2 separate regions of the Hordeum vulgare genome follow, and region 2 is linked to region 1. The links are chromatin contacts, called in public Hi-C maps. All regions are on one chromosome and are shown on one strand. The core of a region is the stretch at or near the end of the contact, and the rest is flanking DNA. Distances in the headings are between cores, read along the strand shown.

Region 1 (6,248 bases), core at 1,334-3,833:
GATATTGATATTTCAAGGTTACCTTCAACTCAGACATGATTTCATACAACTGATGCCTTGACATCCTGGCCAAGTAATGGGTAAGAGGGTCGTTTCCAAGCCCAAATTGGACAGGTAAACCGTTTTGTACATTTGCAGTTTGAGCTCCCCCAAGAACGCCAGCCATCACAGATGCAGCATGTATTGCCGGTGGAAGACCAATAAGCTGATGAAGGCTGGTTTCCCCTACAGCGGGAGTTGTGGTTAATTGTTTCTGAGCATCTGCAGGATTACATCAAGATCCTAATGTTAGCGTGCACGGACATAAAACTGGCAAGTTTGAAATCTTAAAAATACACATAAACTAAATAAATGATGATCAAGAAATAGAAACCAACCAACACTAGATGACATTCCTGGTCCTCCACGACCCTGCAATGCATAAACATATAAAAAATAAGTCAATATCTGCTTCTTTATTGACAACTTCAATTGGTTAAGATTTCATACTGCCCATGCATGAAATAAATTTTTGATTGCGCTAACTTCATTTCCATAGTGAAGCTACTTAGTTTCCAATATTCAAAGTTACAACATGGCAGTGAAAACTAGGGACCTTGTCATGCAATACTATTTCACTATGATCTCCAGAAAATCTAGCATAGAAATTGTGTCCCAATCAACTGCATCCAGTTGTCAAACTTTGATAACACATTATTTTCTTGTGGACGCATTCTGACAACTTGGCAACAAAAATCAGCACATACATATCAGCATCAGTCACTGGTGTGGGGATAGATAGAAAGTCTGCTGGCAGCAGCTAAGGACATAGCAATTATTTTGAGAGAAGGAAGGTAATAATGTAATGGTAAGCCAAAAGAGGAAGTCAACTGTATATATCATTTCAGAGATAATTTACTAATAATTCCAACACCATTGCTTGAGCATAGCACAAAGGATGCAACTATAAATGCATTGACCACATATACATCCTCTACAAGATAATTCTTCTTTTCTATTTGCAGAGAACCTCACGCGTTCAGTACAATTCTGGAGATCTTTGAAACCATGACGTTGCTTTTCTTACTCCGGTAACTTTGGTACGTTACTTTCGTAAAAGGCGGCAAAATCAAGACATTAGAGATAATTTTGGAACCACGATACCAAAGAAGATTCGCAATACCAGAATGATAATTCCACAAGGTAATTTGGCAGAATAGCAGGTGTGCATATGTACAGACAGGAATCTGTACATACATACACATGCTGTGCAAGAAAGTGAAACAGGAGACACATGGTAGTTGGAGAAAAGACTAGTATTATAATTCATGGGAACCAAAACCATACAAGCTTTCATCTTAACACGGGACTTGCTGGGTGAGAAATAAGGTTCTTCTACAGTAATAAATTGAGGATCTTCCACCTTTTCTCTATTTTTGTCAGTGTTCCTCCCATTTTCAGCAAAATCAACACGTAACTGACGACCATTAACTTCATAACCCTGAAGGTTCCGACGTGCACTTAGAGCTGTCTCTTCATCCTTGTATTCACAAAATCCATAACCTTTCGGCTTTCCGGTTTCCTTATCAACAACCAGTCTGCAAGCAATTTTGAGCAGTCAGTATCCAGCAGTCACAGCTCAACAGCGTCATCAGCTTCATCGAACCCTAAAAAGGCTATAAGGGATAGAAATAACTCAAAAAAGCTGATTAATCCAATAATTGAACAAACATGACTATCTGCACAACATGGTCAAATTAGAAAACTACTGATAGGGTTTGCACGGTTCAACTAAACCTGAAGGAGACCACGGGCCCGACTTCCTCGCATATCTGCACGAGCTGCTCCTCCGTCGCGTCATACGGTATATTCCCAACTGCAAACAAATTCCACAGCCAACACACGCGTCAATCAAACTCAAGAACCTACTCATACCGCAGCAACTGAATCAACACAAAATGTGTGGCAATTATCAGTGTCACACACGTTGGATACAGAACAAGCCAACTAACGAACACCTTCGTTTGGGGGGAAACAACGCCAAAGGCGTGACGAACATGAAGGGATAAAAAAAAGAGGCAAACCCTAGACAGTACGAAAACTAAAAATGAAATGGAATTAGACTCCAAATCTAGCGGCGGGAGAAGCTAAACGCGCTCCGTGCCACCAAAAAACCGCACCGGCCACCGACACACGAAGGGAAATCCACGGGGAATCGACGGAGGATGCAGCAGCGATTGGGGCCCAAATGGAGCTCTACTCGCGTAGCCAATTGGGGCTAGGCCACTCCCACCCGAATCGCGGCGAAAGATCCCAGCCCGCGGATCGAATTGGAGGAGGAAGAGACACGCACGCAGGCACATAGCACGCGGAGACACCGGGAGGGGCAGGGAGGGGGCCGTGAGAGAGAAGAGCGGCGAACGGGGATTACCGAAGACGCAGCGGTTCTGGGGGCCCGCGGGGGCGGCCGCCATGCTCAGCTGAGGTCGCCGGCGGCGGCGCGGGGCGGCATCGGCGGCTGGGTAGGGACCGGAGGCGGAGGTGCGCTGCTGCTGTTTGCGGCTTGCCTCGCTATTTCCAGCGAGTCTGGTCTGGTCTGGATACGTTTCCGCGGTCTCGCTGCCCAGGTGTTTGTTTATAATGATGTTAGTTTCCGTTTCCGTTTCCGTTTCCGTTTCCGTTTGAGTGATCACTTCATCAGAGTTGTAGTAGGAGCTCCTGGATGCTCCACACCCCTAGACGAATATTAATTTCAGAAAATAACAGAAAATTAAAAAAAAAACTGGATTTGGGATATCAAATCTGGATGACCAACCTACTGATGTGTGATGTTTTGTACTTCCTCTGTAAATTAGTATAAGAGTGTTTAGATAACTAAAATATGAATCTAAACACTCTTATATTAATTTACATTTTAATTTACGAAGGAAGTAACAAATACGAAAAGATGTATCCATAGCGAAGAAAATTTGGTCTGAACTATGACCCATCCAAACAGTTTTTTTCTCCTATACATAGGATTTTTTGTCTTTTTTATTAAGGATACATTTCCTGGTATTTTTTCGCAAAACTCCACACGGGAGCAAAGGCCAATTCTTTCTGTCAATTCTAGAGAATCATGGTCCTGGAAATCAAATTCGCAAAAGAACTCATTTTTTTCTTAAAAATCATCAGAAGCAATAGTATATTTGAGAATCATTATATATGGATTCTGGCGATTGTGGACTACTCTTCAAAAGAAAACGATTTCGTTCTCTCATGATACCCCTCGACTTGTTATTCATGGGTAAAATGTCACTGGCTTTCTCTCTCAGACCCGAGTCGTTTCTTCTCTCCTTTCTTGTTTCTCTTTTCGACGGGTCAAGTCGCTCAATCCCTCGAGACTAGGGTTCATGTCGTCGACGGTTGTCCCCGGCCCCGTCATGTCCCCTCTGTTAGTGCTTAGCCCCGTCCTGTGTGCTGACGCTTCATCCTTTCTGAAAGGACGTGGATGTCGCCTAGAGGGAGGGTGAATATGCGCTTTAAAATAATTACGGTTTAGGCTTGAACAAATGCGAAATAAAACTAGTGTTTAATTAGTCAAGCACAAAATCTAAAACAACTAGGCTCACATATGGGCACCAAAAACTTATGCTAATCAAGATAAATAAATAAGTGATAACAAGATATATAACATGAAACAATATGGCTATCACAAAGTAAAGTGTATAAGTAAAGGACTCGGGTAAGAGATAACTGAGGCACGCGAAGGCAATAATGTATCCGAAAGTTCACACCCTTGCGGACGCTAATCTTCTTTGGAACGGTGTGAAGGCACAATACTCCCCAAGAAGCCACTAGGGCCACCGTAATCTCCTCACACCCTCGCACAGTGTAAGATGTCGTCATTCCACTAAGGGGCCCTTGAGGGCAGTCATCGAACCCGTACAAACAAGGTTGGGGCAATCTCTACAACTAAATTGGAGGGTCCCAACAACAACGCCAAGCTTCACCGCAATGGATTGTGGCTCCGAGGTGACCTCAATTGCTCGGGGCAATCTTCACAACCTAATTGGAGACCCTAGCGCTTGCTAAGAGATTTACACCATAATTATTGAGCTCTGAGGCACCACCAACCATCTAGGGTGCCAAAGCACCCAAGAGGCACAAGCTCTAGGGTGCCCAAACACCCAAGAGTAATAAGCTTCTTAAAACTCACTTCGCGTATCACCGTGAAGAACTCAAACTGATGCAACTAATGCAATGGCCAGAACACACGAAGTGGTCAAGTTGCTCACACTCAAATCCTACCAGAACAAGAAAATCTATGGAGGAATATGAGATGAAGAACAAGGAGCTCACAAAGAACTCCAAGATCTAGATCCAAGGGGTTCCCTTCACATAGAGGAGAAAAGTGATTGGCGGAAATGTAGATCTAGATCTCCTCTCTCTTCTCCCTCAGGAATTAGCAAGAATCATTGTAGGTATCGAGAGATAGTAAGCTCGAAGAAAGTCAACAATGGGGGCCAAATCCGAACTCAAAGGATAAGGTTCATTAGGGAAGAAGAACCCCTTTTATAGGGCTAGCTTTTTTAAAATATTGTTTTTTATTTAATTTTAAAAATAATACACCATTTTGAAATTTTTTTCAAAAATAACACTGCCTCTGCCGCATTGAAGCCGATTTGCTTCACTCGGCCTTGCCGTGGCCGATGGGATCTTGTCGACTTTGTTGCGGCTGGCCATTGGCTCGGCGACATCGTGCACAGCCACTCGGCCTAGATGGGAGGCACTCGGCCTTGGCGCAGCCGACGGGAGGCTGCTTGGCCTCAACCACCCCCCCCCCCTTTTTCCTCCTCCTTGTCTTCTTTCTTTCTCTCCTTCTCCTCTTTCCTTCTCTCCCCACCCGAAAACTCTCTCATTTGTAGACTAAATTGAGCCGTGTTTTTTCCTCATTTTCCACCATAGTTGGACTATAGAGGGTTATGGGAGTCAAGGCATCCGTCGGTCTCGCGATGGGGTAGTTCGTGGTGGTGGTGTTGAACATTTTTGTGGTGGTGGTGGTGGAGGTTGAGGTGGAGGTGGTGGTGGTGGAGTTGTAGGTGGAGGTGGTGGTTGTGGTGGAGTTGGAGGTGGAGGTGGTGGTCGTGGTGGTCGTGGTGGAGGTTGTTGCGTTCGTTGTTTTTTCTTGGTGTTTGTCGTTCGTCGTTCACCGTTTCTTCGCACGCTTCAAGGGTAAAATTCAACATTCATTCTCGTGGCTTTGTGTAATATATTTAGGTCTGTGAACTATTGAGTTTAAATATTTTTGGTGCTCCTGTAGATTCGGATATATTTAGGTATGTGAATTAAGGTGTTTGAATATTTTTAGGTGCTCCGGTAGCTTTGGGAAATATATTTAGGTCTTCGAATTTTTAGTTGATTCGAAAATAATTTAGGTTTGTCCTTCTTCTAAAAAATTTCAATGTTGAATAATTTTTTAGGTCAGCAGAGATGTGTGATTTAGTGAAGTTAGGTTTTCCCTACGGTCCTGGCACTGTTCAAACAAATGAGATGGGAACTGATCTGAGTGAATTTTAGTACATTGAGGTGCCAGTGACTTCCCGTGAAACATGGTCGGTTAGTCAGTTGATAGAATGGTTGGTCGGATTTTTGGGGTTTAATATTGAAACACACACACTATCGGTGTTCATGCATTATGGACCCGGTCCAGTTCAAATATTTACTTTTATTTGAAGCATATAGAGCGGGATGACCAGTGGGTGCACTGGTTAAAAGCTTGCGAGCATAGGGGATGTAATCGTGTCATCTTACTGCTCCCCGTGCTGAAGGCGGTTAGTGCACGTAAAGACAAATGTAGTTACGATTATGGCCAGAGCAGTGAAGGGATGCATGATTCCACAGCCAAATTATGCGTCCCACGCTGGAGATGATGTTTACGAAGCAGGACAGAGCAGTCGGGCAGAAGGAGGAAATGCAGATGATTTATGTCAGTGGCAAGGCGGACGCTGACGAGATAGATGGGCACATGCAAAACCAGATGCAGGAAGAAGATAAAGAAGGTGATATTGCCGATGATTCCGCCGAGTTACACAAAGAAGAGAACGCCCATGAAGCGCATATTCCTGCATCATGGAATCAGGACTTCTCATCTGCAATGATCGTGAACGATGGTCATGATTCTGCCTGGCAGTATCACCAGAACAACATTGCGACAGGTGCCCTGTACCCAAACAAACAAGCTCTAAAGGATGCAATCATTGATTGGGCAATGTCCATGCAAAGGGTTT
Region 2 (6,248 bases), core at 1,582-4,081, 280 kb after region 1:
TTAGAAATGCTACAATATATTTAAATGACTAATGGGTCGTTCTTCCTTTTAAGAAATGTTACACGGTGATAAACAACCAGACATCATAAAATTCGATAGTGAACTCAAGAATGATTATAGAACTGATGTTACAAGCATACACATCATGGATATTGAACCCAACAAATTATTGTGTTAGTAGTCCAGCCACTGCATGTAAGGCATCAGTTTTCACGGATGCGCAGGTAGTAATTATTCCCTTCGAAAAGTTTCCAGACCAAGCACCTCTCTATTAACAAATGTTTAACCATGACAGCATAAATAACCATGCCTGTACATTTTTGTAGTAAAGAAAAAAAAATCAAATGCCATAAAAAATCAAGTGTCCCAAGATACCTTACTGGACTTTGCGTGTGAAATCGCCAGCTGATTTTGATCCTTTACAGTTGGAAATGCCCAGTCAGCATTTCCATCCTTTGACTGAACATAGAACATAACTAGTTCAAATTTGGCATAATGGAGTATGATTACTTTGTAACAAAACTCGATGACAGTAGGCACTCACTTTGTCATACACATACAGATTCCCATCAGCATTGCTGACAACAAAAATGCCTTCACGCTCTGGAACCCATGCAACACAAGTACACCGGCTGCAATAACGGCATCTAGTAAAGTCAAAGTTGAACTGATTGCAAATAGTCATTTTTTTCAAACAGTATTTACATGTATATACATAGTCCCACAACCTATATGTAAATATTCACTTTACATGCTGACTAGGCAAGGGATGTATATCAACTCTGCTCTTCGTGCCAGCCCCCCACCCCCGCCACATGCATAAGATGCTTACACTAAACGATCCTCGCAGACTCCATAGAGCGAGGAACAGGACAACTATTGGACCCACCATGGTAGGATGGCATTAAGGGCTATTCAAAACAAGGGAATGTCGACATCTCTCACATGTCAATTTGAATCAGGCAGCATGAGAAGTCATACAAAGCACGATACCGGCACAAAGCAAAACAAATGTTGCCACTATCTACTGAGCTCCATCAAAATGAGGTGCTCAAATGAAGTTTCCAACCCTAGTCCTTACCCATTAATAATAGCAGAAGTTCCCTATAAGTTACAACTTCTAATAATGCACAAAAAGGAAACTCTGAGTCAGACCATCTTCCATATAATTATCCTAAGACAGTAGTGTGCTCAGGATGTGGCATAAAACAAAAATATGAAGAAAAATAATTGTTACTTGTAATGTAATTCTCATACAAATTTATCACTTTCGTTATTATTTTAAAGGAAGCAAACATGCCTGTTGGCAGTTCCATCTTTGTCTTTATTGATAAAATGTTGAGACGCAACAGGCTTCTTTCCAGGATCTTGCAACTGTTGCCTCAATGACATCGAATAGACTGCACAATGGACACATATAACTCGTCTCGGTCTCAGAGTTCAATTCTAAGGATAAAGGATTCCAAGAAGAAAGCACTGACCATCTCCTGACCATACTCCAACAATCAGGTCATGCCCATCTTTGGCCTCCGAGTCAAATGCATGACAAAGCGGGTTTGAGTTGCTGAAGTGGATGGACTTTACTGGATCCTGGTGCAATTAACAACTTGATCAGACAAACACAAGGCTGCATATCTGTAGGTAACTTCGTCATGCATTGGACAAGGGAACTAATACTTTGTCATGTGAGTTGAGATCACTAATGAACAGTGTATCTGCGGTATTGAAGATGATGTATGTTCCCTTGCCATCATAATTCACCACAGCTTGAGATCCACCAATGCCCGTTGACATACCAACGCCGCCACCCACACGGCTGCTCCCTGAAACAGCCCTACTGACACCGTTGCTGCCTGCAAAGCTAAGTGTCCGGCTCCCATTCCCAGTACCAAGCAGTCTCGCAGCTGCAGATCGCATGCCACTGCTGGAACTTGGTGTTGAAGGTGTAGAGCCCTGCCCCACTGGTTTCTCCTTCAAATATGCCACCGTCATCTGCCATCGTCAAAAGTAATTGATGTAATCTTAACTTTTCATAATACAGGAATATACATCGCAATGAAGTCGATCATCACGAAGCAAGCAAATAACTAAAACAATCGCTTATGCAAAAAGAATCCCAAACAAGAAACCCATCTAAATTCATCAGTCCGCAAGGTTCCATAAATGCCACGATCCAAAACTTACCCGAAACCCTAACTAAAACCAAACAAAACCCAACCAGATACGCGAAAAAAGACACGTCTAAATCCGGCACCTGATCAAGTCAACACCCAACGCCACAGCTCAATTCCCCATCCCATCCGAGCGACCCATCGAGATCCCAATCGCCGTCCCAACCCGCGCGCTAACCGCAAACCCCGGGGCGTGATCACCGGTACCGCGGAGTCGCCGCCCTCCATACCTCGGAAACAGTCTTTCCACCAGCGCCGTGGTTGTAGTGCAGCACGGAGGGGGAGTGGGTCTTCTCGTACTGCAGCTTATGCCGGCCCTCGGGAGTCTTGAAGTAAGTCTTCAGTCCAGGAGCGCCCCCGGCGGCACCGCCCCCGCCAGCCGACGACGACGTCGCCATACCCACAGGCCGGGCACCAGCTACACCGCTGGCGGGTCAAGGGAAGCCCCCACCTCCGCGATCGCCTCCGAAATGCTTACGACCGCGCAGCCATCTCACGCCTCCGCCGCCGTTCAAGGAGGCGAGTGAGGGTTAGGGTTTTGGGGGTGGTCAGATTGGGATCGACGCGACGGGGAGGTGGTTTGATTTGGGATGAGGGAGGATGGTGGGAGACTGGAGAAACAGAGACCTGGTGCTGGTGGTAGGAGGAGGAACGGAAATATGACTCACCTTTTTCTTTGGGAAACTTTTATACACTGCGCGACGCACCGCGTTCGTTCGATCTGGACACAACCATTTTACAAAATTGCTACATTCTTCATTTAATTTGTTGCAACCAACAGTATAAAAAGATTTAACGGGCGACAACGAAATACAAAAAGTTGTAATCGTTGACACAAAAGCTTCAACCATATGTTTGAAAAGCTTCAACCACAGACCAACGAGGAAAGCCTGTCATTTTTGCTACAACCAGCAAAAAGCTTCAAACGACATGGAAAAAGCTTCAACCGTTGTGGAAAAAGCTTCAAGCGACACGGATTTTTTTTCAAAAAAAGTGAAAAAAAGCTTCAAACCGGCGGCGTTGACGGCGACGAGCGGCGAGCGACAGGGGGGAAGGATGAGGGTGCTGTTACGAGCGGCGACGAGCTCCAGCGAGCGGCTCTGACGAGCGCGCCGACGAGCAGCTCCGGCGAGTGGCTCCGACGAGCGTGCTGGCGAGCGCGCCGACGAGCGGCTCCGGCGAACGGCGGCTCCGACGAGCACGGGGTGTGTTGTGCTGCTTCGAGCTGAGTCGCCTCACGGAAGATTACGGCCGGGGTCAATGGCGCTCGTGACACTGCAATTTTCCAGAGGAAGACGATGCAAGAAATTGAGAAGAGACAAACAGATCTGACGGCTAGCAGTTGTTGCATCGTAGGGTCACGCGTTGACCGAAGGGGGCGCTCGCGCCGGTGCGCCTACGCAGAACGGTGCCCTTTTTCTTTTACTTTGTTCACTCCTCCGAATAAGTCATTTCGGTGCTAAGGACTATGGATCCATTTGCAACTCTAGGAACTACTAGGACCCCCACCCCCACCCTAACTTACTGTGAAATTACCCACAGTAATATTTCTATGATTTTTGATTTATGAACATGAATCTACAAATTACTAATGTGAATCTAAAACTAAAAATACATATGATGATTGTATAATTATTAAAAAATGAGTAGACAGGTTGACGTGAGTCAATAGATCTTTTGGATGGTTGTGGTGGTGGGGAGGAGAAGTTGCTAGCCTCGATTGCTTCACACCGTTTGACCAAACATCTCTCGCACTAGGGCGGCGTCATCAGCCTTAGAGCACCGCAAGGGGAACTTGCAGCATATGCGTCACGCTTGCACGCCGACGAGCTGTCTCACGACATCCTCATGGCCGACCTCGCAACACTTGCCAATCAACTTCATAGCGGCAATGGAGCTCTGAAGCAAGCAACATCTCTAGCAGATATTGCAACACTAATGGACGGGCTTTTGGAGTGCACACGGTGAGGATAGTCTTGCAACACGAGCACTTAGTCTGCAGGGGCGGCAATCGACCTTTGCAACACTGACAACAAACGGTACCAAAAACCACGAGTACGCTCGGTAGGGTGGAGAACGTGACCGGAATACAGAAGCACTAAAGGAGTTTGCACATGAGGAGTTTACCCAGGTTGAGGCCTCCATGGTTGAGATAATACTCTACCCCTACTTTGTTTTAATTGATGATGGAAAACGCCTCACATGAGGGGGTAACATGTATGAGATGGTTGTAGCTACCGAGACGATGACTATGACGTTGATGTCTTGAACTATCTATGGCCTCCCATTATAAGGGGGGAGGACCAAGGTTACAAGAGTTCTAACCAATGTAGGGTACTCCTTGGCAAAGGGGTCCTTGGCTTGCCCACCAAGACACTGGATTTTCCTTGAAGGACTCACTCCATAGGTTGGAGAACGTTTGAACCATCATAGCCCGAACTATGCTTGACCTCGCCTTACAAAGCAAGGATGAGACCTAGGGTTACAAGTGTTCTGCTCAACCTAGATTACTCCTTGGTGAATGGGTCCTTGGCTTGTTCGCCAAGACACTGCACTTTCCTTGAAGGGCTCCCTTCATAGGTCGGAGAACATCAGAATCATCGTCGCCGGCTAGCCCCTATGGCCATCCCAGCATCCGACTTGTCATACGTTGGTCCACCTCCGATGTAGCACACCGTCATTAGACCCCGAACTCGTTTGGATTGTCGACATGCTAATAGTTTACCTCGAGGAGCAAAATCATGTCAGGCTCCTCATTACTCTTGGTTAGTTGCAGCACCTGTCGGTCCCTCTTTCAATTATGCAGATGGTCGGGCGTCCTGTAACGCCCCAGATGCGATCCTATCCTTATTTTGGCACGAGGGTCTCGACAGGGATAGAAGCGTGTCTCGTCATTTCGCAAGAATGAATATCGTTACAAGTACATGTACTGAAAAGATGAGTATATGGAATTGGCTTACACTCGCCACAAGCTACATCAGAGTCACATCAATACAACAACATAAACAGTTATCATGAAGAAGAGCAGGGTCCGACTACGGACGAAAATAAACGATAAAAGAACAACGTCCATCCTTGCTATCCCAGGCTGCCTACTTGGAACCCATCCTAGATCGAAGAAGAAGAGGAAGAAGAGGAAACTCCAAATGAACAATCACCGCGCTGATGTCTTAATGTCACTTTACTTGTACCTTCAACTGGTGTTGTAGTAATCTGTGAGCCACAGGGACTCAAGAATCTCATCTCCAATGGTATCAAGACTAGCAAAGCTTAATGGATGAGGTATAGTTGAGTGGTGAGGTTGCAGCAAGCGACTAAGCATTTATTTGAGGTGGCTAACTTACGAGTACAAGAATGAGAGGGGGAATAATCTACGCATAACGGACGTGAACTATTGATGATCAAATGAATGATCCTGAACACCTACTTACGTCAAACATAACCCCACCGTGTCCTCGATCGGAGAAGGAGCTCACGAAAGAGACAGTCACGGTTACGCACTCAGTTGGCATATTTTAGTTAAGTTAACTTCAAGTTATCTAGAACCGGATGTTAAACAAAGTTTCCACGTTGCCACATAACTGCGGGCACGACTTTCTGAAAGATATAACCCTGCAGGGGTGCTCCAACTAGTCCATCATAAATTACCACAAGCCACATAGAAAACCTTGATCACGAAACTCGTGACTTCGTCGGATTCCTTAGTGGAAAACCTCAACTCTGAGATAACCCAAAGCATCACCGGAATCCCGATGCATAAGATATTTCGTATAAGGTAAAACTAATCCAGCAAGGCCGCCCGACGTGTCGGCGATCCCGATAGGAGCCGCGTATCTCGTTCTCAAGATACGACGGATTGTCCAAACTTCAGGTAGGCCAATCACAGAGTTGCCCCTAGTAGCCACCGGCAGTTGACAGGTTGGACCAACACCCATGCAGAGCACTGGCCCGGGGGGTTGATTAATTATCCACGGGGTCCGGAAAGTCCCTATGCATTTTTATTAGGTTATTAGGAAAATGTAGTACCAAAGTTGGGCCTTGCCAGACCAGTCTTAATCTAAAACGAATTATCAAGGG

What was found. A called contact is a pair of places that touch in the nucleus more often than the background predicts.
Region 2: a Hi-C map of leaf shows a contact between it and region 1, with 2.8 times the contacts expected there. The contact joins the promoter of LOC123447954 here to the promoter of LOC123447953 in region 1. A contact is called at or near these places in 3 of 6 Hi-C or Micro-C datasets (leaf and seedling).

What each region holds. Positions count from the first base shown.
Region 1 is chr4H:84,655,552-84,661,799 of MorexV3_pseudomolecules_assembly, forward strand. It overlaps LOC123447953 (cleavage stimulating factor 64), which reads right to left and starts at 2,584. Exons shown (of 10, transcript XM_045124695.1): 1 at 2,411-2,584; 2 at 1,777-1,855; 3 at 1,403-1,577; 4 at 378-411; 5 at 23-261. The coding sequence starts at 2,453.
Region 2 is chr4H:84,936,623-84,942,870 of MorexV3_pseudomolecules_assembly, forward strand. LOC123447954 (dystrophia myotonica WD repeat-containing protein-like) reads right to left here and starts at 2,832. Exons shown (of 10, transcript XM_045124696.1): 1 at 2,402-2,832; 2 at 1,678-1,992; 3 at 1,482-1,590; 4 at 1,301-1,400; 5 at 545-632; 6 at 376-459. The coding sequence starts at 2,569.